Linked DNA regions of Thunnus thynnus: region 1 is linked to region 2. A link is a contact called in public Hi-C data. All regions are on one chromosome and are shown on one strand. The core of a region is the stretch at or near the end of the contact, and the rest is flanking DNA. Distances in the headings are between cores, read along the strand shown. Region 1 holds the start of ctdp1 (CTD (carboxy-terminal domain, RNA polymerase II, polypeptide A) phosphatase, subunit 1). Region 2 holds the start of LOC137197959 (heat shock factor-binding protein 1-like protein 1).

What was found. A called contact is a pair of places that touch in the nucleus more often than the background predicts.
Region 1: a Hi-C map of muscle shows a contact between it and region 2, with 8 times the contacts expected there. The contact joins the promoter of ctdp1 here to the promoter of LOC137197959 in region 2. A contact is called at or near these places in 2 of 3 Hi-C or Micro-C datasets (both in muscle).

The regions. Positions count from the first base shown.
Region 1 is chr15:24,932,300-24,935,840 of fThuThy2.1, reverse strand. ctdp1 (CTD (carboxy-terminal domain, RNA polymerase II, polypeptide A) phosphatase, subunit 1) reads left to right here and starts at 1,544. Exons shown (of 13, transcript XM_067611516.1): 1 at 1,544-2,632. The coding sequence starts at 2,349. It overlaps adck5 (aarF domain containing kinase 5), which reads right to left and starts at 1,165. Exons shown (of 15, transcript XM_067611518.1): 1 at 815-1,165.
Region 2 is chr15:24,770,833-24,774,160 of fThuThy2.1, reverse strand. It overlaps LOC137197959 (heat shock factor-binding protein 1-like protein 1), which reads left to right and starts at 1,258. Exons shown (of 3, transcript XM_067611507.1): 1 at 1,258-1,501; 2 at 1,581-1,647; 3 at 2,823-3,328. The coding sequence starts at 1,457. The coding sequence ends at 2,917.

The sequences.
Region 1 (3,541 bases), core at 295-2,794, 160 kb before region 2:
TGTACTAGACATCACACTTGTGTAAGTAGTAGGTAGGTACACGTCTTAAACTCAGATTTAAGGTGAGAAACTTTTGTAAAAAAGAAAACTCTGCACGATAATCATCATGCACAGTGAAGACCAAACATCCAAGAGAGGTAACAAAAAGCAAAACATGTGTCTGAGTGGAGGGGGATTTTAAATTCTGAAAAATCTTTAATAACATTCAGTGAGACTAATTAAAGGAGCTCCAACCCAACGGGATCTGAGGGGCCAGTTATTGTCAGTACTGTGACTCTTATCAGTTATGTATGAAATATGAACCTTGTACTTTTACTGGCCACAGTAATACCTCCTCCCATGTTACCAGAAGGTGCACTTTTTTTAAGCACCGGGCGGACATGCGGACTGGACGGTGATGCATCTTGATGGCGGACTCTCTGGTGGGAGGTATCAAACAAAACGTCATCGATCATCCGGAGTGGTCCGAGCGAGGCATGCTTTTTTGTCCGAGGTGTCTATTCACTTGTTTTTCATGTCTCCTCCTCCATCCATTCATCCTAACGTCAACCTATAAAGACCATTATTAACCGTCTTGCAAAGCACAAAAAATAATTTAAAACTAATATGACCTTGAGGGTCAGAAATGTAATTTACACAGTATGACCTCTAACTTTTCTACAGCGCACTTTAATCTGTGTGGGAGCATCGCGTAGAGAGAGCCTGTTCACGTTAGACTTGTAAATGATGCACGAATAAGGCAAACAAGCCTGTTCAACCGACTGTGACACATGGGACATTAGTGTATTATTATTTCTCTGTTACATCATCTTACATCAGGTGGCTCTAGATCCCATGGTCCTCATCTCAAGCCCTGTGGAAAGTGGCAGGGGGAAAACAAACAACAAAAGTTTGGATGTCTTGGGTTTTTCCATTGCAGCCACATTTAGTTGGGATTTATGTTGATAATATGACACTTGGATACTGCGTCGCATGTGCGTTGCTGTTTTAACAAGCTCGCCAGATTTAGCGTGACCGGAAAGGGAGTAAACCTTCAGAATAACGGTTGTAAAATGGCTCAGTTTCAGGAAAGAAAACAACGACACTGAAGTTAGCTTCTCATTCGATTTAAAGGTCCAGTTTGCAGAATTTAGTGGCATCTAGCGAAGCGGACTTGGCAGAAATGGAATATAATATTCATAATTATGTTTTAATTAGTGTATAATCATCCGAAAATAAGAATCGTTGTGTTTTTGTTACCTTAGAATGAGCCCTTTATATCTAAACAGGGAGCGGGTCACATAAAACAGAAAAAAGGGTGATTTCACTGATATTTCTCCACCCAGACCACATTGAACCAGGTCCAGATCAAAAACCACTACACTTAGACTTGTCAAATCTGGACTAGATTGTTATTATTATTATTAAAATTTGACGCGTCTAAGTGTAGTGGTTTTCGATCTGGACCTGGTCTAATGTGGTCTTGGTGGAGAAATATCAGTAAAATTGCCTTTTTTTTGTTTTCATAATCAAAATAAAAGGTTTCACAAATCTGAGGATGGATTGCGTTAAGGCTTTTGCTACGAAGTCTAACACTTTTTCATGAGTGTAAGTGGTGAAAAAATGGAGAATCAGCTGCTACATATTATAATATAATATTTACGTTTTCCCTTAACTTTTCTATGAACTTCGAATCAGAAGCTGACTTCAGCCTCGTGTAAAACCACATGTAGGTTGTGCGTTATCCATAACGACACGCACTCACATTTATCAGTGTAATCATTAGATATTAAATGGAGGGAAACTGAAGTTTTTACAACAATGGTAACGTTTCAATTAACCATAGCGCTGGTGTTCAATGAGGTGTTATATTTGGAAACCTGAGTTGAAAGCGTGTTTTCTCATCTAGGTTGGCGATAGTCTACCGGATGCGGTAGCTGCAGTGTTGCGCTTTCCTGTTTACGTGAGGCCAAATTGTTTTTTCCTAGGATGGCGAACTCATGACCCGCACGACTCTGCCTCTGATTGGCTAGTACTCGTTGCATTCGTTGGTTGGGTTGGTTAGATTTAGGCATGAGGAATGAGATTGGTTAGGATTAGTGTACGAATATCAGGGTAAACCAATCAGAGGCAGAGTAGGGCGGGTCGTGACTTCGCCGTCCTAGGAAAAAAAAAATCTTTTACGGGCGGGAAGAGCGAACATAGCTGACTGTACAAGCTAGCTACGGCAGCACTTTTGTTTTATTTCTCCTTGATGCAGGTTATTTTGCAAGTTTTAATGATTCACGGGGCACTGCGGGGTCTAGTGGATACGTTGTGAGAGGACCGTCGCGACAAACTAAAGAGTTTTTTTGGGGAAAGTGCGGAGCATGGAGGATCCCCCTGCAGACTCTGGCGGCGGTGCAGCAGCGGAGGGGCCCGTGGTGCAGGTGGCAGATATCTGCTGGCCGTCCGGGGCTCTCCCTCTACGGCTCCTGGAGTGGAAAGTGAAACCCGGATCCCTTGTTAACGTGGACTCCGTGCTCGCACTTTGTGCTCCCATATCTCCGGAGGAGAAGGGGGCTGCCAGGCTGCCAGAGAGGAAGGTGAAGTCGGACCGTGCTGGAGTAGTCAAGGAGCTATGCTGTCAACTTGGACAAGTCATACCCCCTGGGTGAGTCACTCTGCCTGCTATAGCTCGTTAATGTGAGCTGCACTTGCCCCCTGCCTGGAGAGGCTACAGACAACATGTCAGCTGTAGTGTCGGTTCAGCTTTGCGAGTTGCACACTTCACCCGCAATGTTATGCTAGCTAGCTAACAAGCTAACGTTGCTAAGTGTAGGTGCTAAGTTAACGTCCACAATTGTCAAGCTGCTCAAAATAAACAAGCACAGTTCTGGTCAGGACCTTCAAAATAAAACCTTTTTTTTTTTTTAAGTCCCCTTCCACTCAAAATACATTTTTCTTCTTGTTCCTACAGTTGAATGTTTGAGCTTCACTGTGCAGAATGATGCATGTGCAGAGTTTGACATTAGAAGGCTGTTTTAACATTCATCTGCAGAAAGTTGAAAGTTTCTCTGTGATCTTTGAAAGTCTGATATTAAGGGACGCACCTACGAGCATGATTTGTGACCTCACAACTAGCCTGGAGCCAATACTGGTCCAATATTCATCTTATACAAGTGTGATGTGGAAACTTGAAGCCTCCAGTCCACAAACACTGAGATTGAACTTTACAGTGAAGTAGGAGACGTCTTGTGTCCAACAGTTAAACTTTTGAGGTGAAATATATTTGCATTTTCCCAGATTCTGGGATTTTTAATGAGGGAGAAGGATGAGATGTCATTTTGAGAATTTTAGCAGTAGAATCTAACTTTTTTTGGTGGATAAACCATAGCAGACACACATTATTCAAAATAGAGTGTTTTACAGAGACCTTAAAACATGTCTGGAGGGGGTCTTTAAGGAAAACAGTTGAATTTGATTGTAGTAGTTGTAATAATCTAGCTGGAAACAAAGACCAAGTGTATGGAGAATGTAAGAATCTTTTATTTTGTCATTTTGACAAACGAGCAAACATGCC
Region 2 (3,328 bases), core at 9-2,508:
CAGAGCCATTGTTAATGTTATTCACACTGTGCTTTTCCTACTATGACAAGGCAAAGTGTTTCTGTCTGTGTTGACTAAAACTTTCCAGTGGCTCAAAGTTTAAAATGATAGTGCTTTATTAAAAATAAAAGGTAATGGTAAAGGCTTTGGTAGACCAAAGCTAGATCACCAACCAGGAAAAGTGGGCAACTGACCCACCTGACCCTCAGGTGCCCAGAAGGCCCTGGAAATGATTTTGTAGTCATTTGTTTAATGACAAAGTAGTTTGGCAATATGCCAAACCTTCCTTTTTCCTTTCCTTGGTTAATTTTATCCGATTCACTGGTAATACACATCAGTATTTTTTGAACTGGGTGTCATAGTGCATTTTGCAGGGCCATCTCTAATGATACACACAGTGCACAAAAGATTCAGCAGGAATGAACGGTGACCGTCACAGTCGCAAAATCCAGATTATAAAGATTTGTAAGGGTTTAATGAAAGTTATATAAGCAGCGTGGCAGACAGCTCCTCATCTGTCATCTGTCACTGTGAAGCAGGATAATCTCTTATATAAAGAGCAGAGCTTCAGTGTGTTCCTGCTCATCTCACTGAACACACAGTGAGCTGTCTGACAGGCTAAACCAGATCACAAAGGGTTAACAACAATGCCCTTCCCATATGCGACCATGCATGCAAATCACTACGGATGTCAACGTCAGGCATGAGACCGGAAATTCAGAAAAATGTACCTTCATAATAAAAGCGTAGGGCAACATGTGGGCTCAAATGGGTAACTACAGACAATTCTGTCATCATTGCCACTGCCTGGTGGACTGTCTGGTTAAGGGAACTTCACATTTGCATTGTAGACAAACATTTATCAGACAGTTCCAAGACTTAAGGCTGCGAATCAGCTTCAACTAGACACCTAATACATCGATGCTGTATACATTATATCTGTTGCATTTCTGATCTGTATGTAACAATGTTTATCTGTATAGTCACTGTTAAATAAACAAATTAAACTACTTTTTTTTAAAAAAAAGATGAGATTACAAGGGCCGCACATACAAATTGAAAATTTTTTGTATGTCATGTGAATATATGAATATTAAGTGAGTTTATTTTCAGCAGCAGCCACCACAGTTTTTTAACTGGGGACTGAATACTTTTCAAAGCTCTATTATTCTCTATGTGAAAGATGAAATAATATGTAGCAAGTACAGTCACCTTTATTTTGAAATGAAGAATACTACAGGCGGAAGTCGTGCTATTTTTAGTCATTAACTCAACTTACTGCAAAGTTATATTGAAGTCATAGCCAGCTGTCGTGAAGGGAGAAATAGAGTTGGGATTTAGATGAGTTAAAAAGATAACTGACTTTCTCTCTCACTCACCTATAGACGGGTTGTGAGGTGGAGCTTTATATCCCAGACTGACAGACGTCAGAGGTTTGTGTATTGTTGGATAAACGATGTCAAAAACAGACTGCAAGGCAGCTAAAGATATGACAGAGGCGGTAAGTTGGTTTAATGTGAGCTGTGACGTTAAAGTGAACATTAGACTGGATACTTTATGATGTTTTCCTGTCTTTACAGATGGAGGAAACAATGCAGCGACTTCAAGGAAGATTCCAGGAAATCTCTGGACAGCTGGAGACAAAATATATCCTTTTATAACTGTGCTGCTCATGTAACAGTTAAAACCCTGTCCTATGTGGTGATAGGAAATGACACAAGCTTAGTGACAGCATTTTGGTTAAACTAAGGTATTTTTGTAGAGCAGATATCTGCTTAAACTATCCAGTTAATTCAGTTGGTTGTGAGCTGCAACCAAAAAAGAAAAAAAAATCAAAAATTGTTTAAAGGGCGAGACTGAATACTACAATACACTTGTTACTGGGGCCCTTCGACATAATGATATAGTTTAACAGTGCTTTGTCTTTACCAGGAATATGGTAAAACACATACAGCTGTCCATTTGTATATTCCATATTAAATACCCCCTGCAGACATGTTTTAGGACATGTAAAAACACTTAGCTGGAATAATAACGTGTATGTGATATGGGGTTTCTACAAAACAGTTGAAGTACCTAGTCAAAAAACCCTTCAAATTACCTATATTCCCTCGCCATCATTAAAAAAAATCCAGAAACTATGAATATGAAAATTTCAAAGTAAATAAGTTTAACAGCTGGACACAAGATGTCTCTGACTTCACTGAAAAGTCCATTCTCAGTGTGTATGTGCACTGGAGGTTTTAAGTCTCCACATCACACTTGTTTAAGTTACATAGTGAACCGTGATTGGCTCCTAACAAGCTGTGATGTCATAAATCCTGCTGGTATGTACTCATGTGAAACTCAGAATTAAGGTGAGCACGAGAAACATTCTTCCTTCAGGAGATCAATGTGAAAACAGCCTTTTAGTGTCAAACTCTGCTCACAGTCAAACATCCAAGTGAAACAATAATAAGCAAAACACATTTTTGAGAGGAGGGGGACTTTAAGTTATCACATTATTGGTCAAAACAGAATAATGATATAAATAATTTTGCTTAGATAATACACCCCCCAATTTAAGAATTGTATCTACTACTGAAGTCAGTAAGACAGCTGAAACCTCAGTTAATTCAACTCTGTAGTTCCCTCCTAGCATACATGCTAACTGGTGATATTACTATTGTACTTCTTACAGCTGTGAAAACCACAAAAAAAAGCCCGCCCAGTTTCTCCAAACAGCTGTAGTGCTATTATTTTCTCAGTTTCTGCATTCTGTTGTTGTCACTGTCTGGCTCTAACTGGACAACATGTGCAGGTTGTTTCCTTCACTTTCACACTAGATGAGATGGGAACACGCATTGATGGCCTCGAGAAGAATGTGGCTGAGCTCATGACACAAGCTGGTATGGAGGAGCAGGCCATTTCAAAGTGACAGCAGGCCAACTGTCAGATGAGCTCTGTCCATGTAATCTCCAAAAACTGTGGCTTGCTGGTGCTTTGCCAGAGTTCCACACTACACTTTCATCAAACATCTTCAAATGGGATTTCTGTGTTGACATCAGTGTACCCGTCAAGTTTATATCGCTTTAAAGTTTTAGCCAAATGTCTGCTTTTTCCAAGGTGCTACCATATGATAACAAACGTGTGGATGCTCTTTCCTTGATGCCTGAATCTCTCTGAGAGGCTTTGGATCACAGTTAACACATTATTTATTTTGATAGAAATATATATATATGTCTATTTTTTGTCACAGCAAAAAAGAGAACTGTTTGTTTTGGAAGCATGTACAGTCAGATTACAGCTGACCAAGAAGCTTAAAGGTACCTTGTGGAGTTTTTGTTGT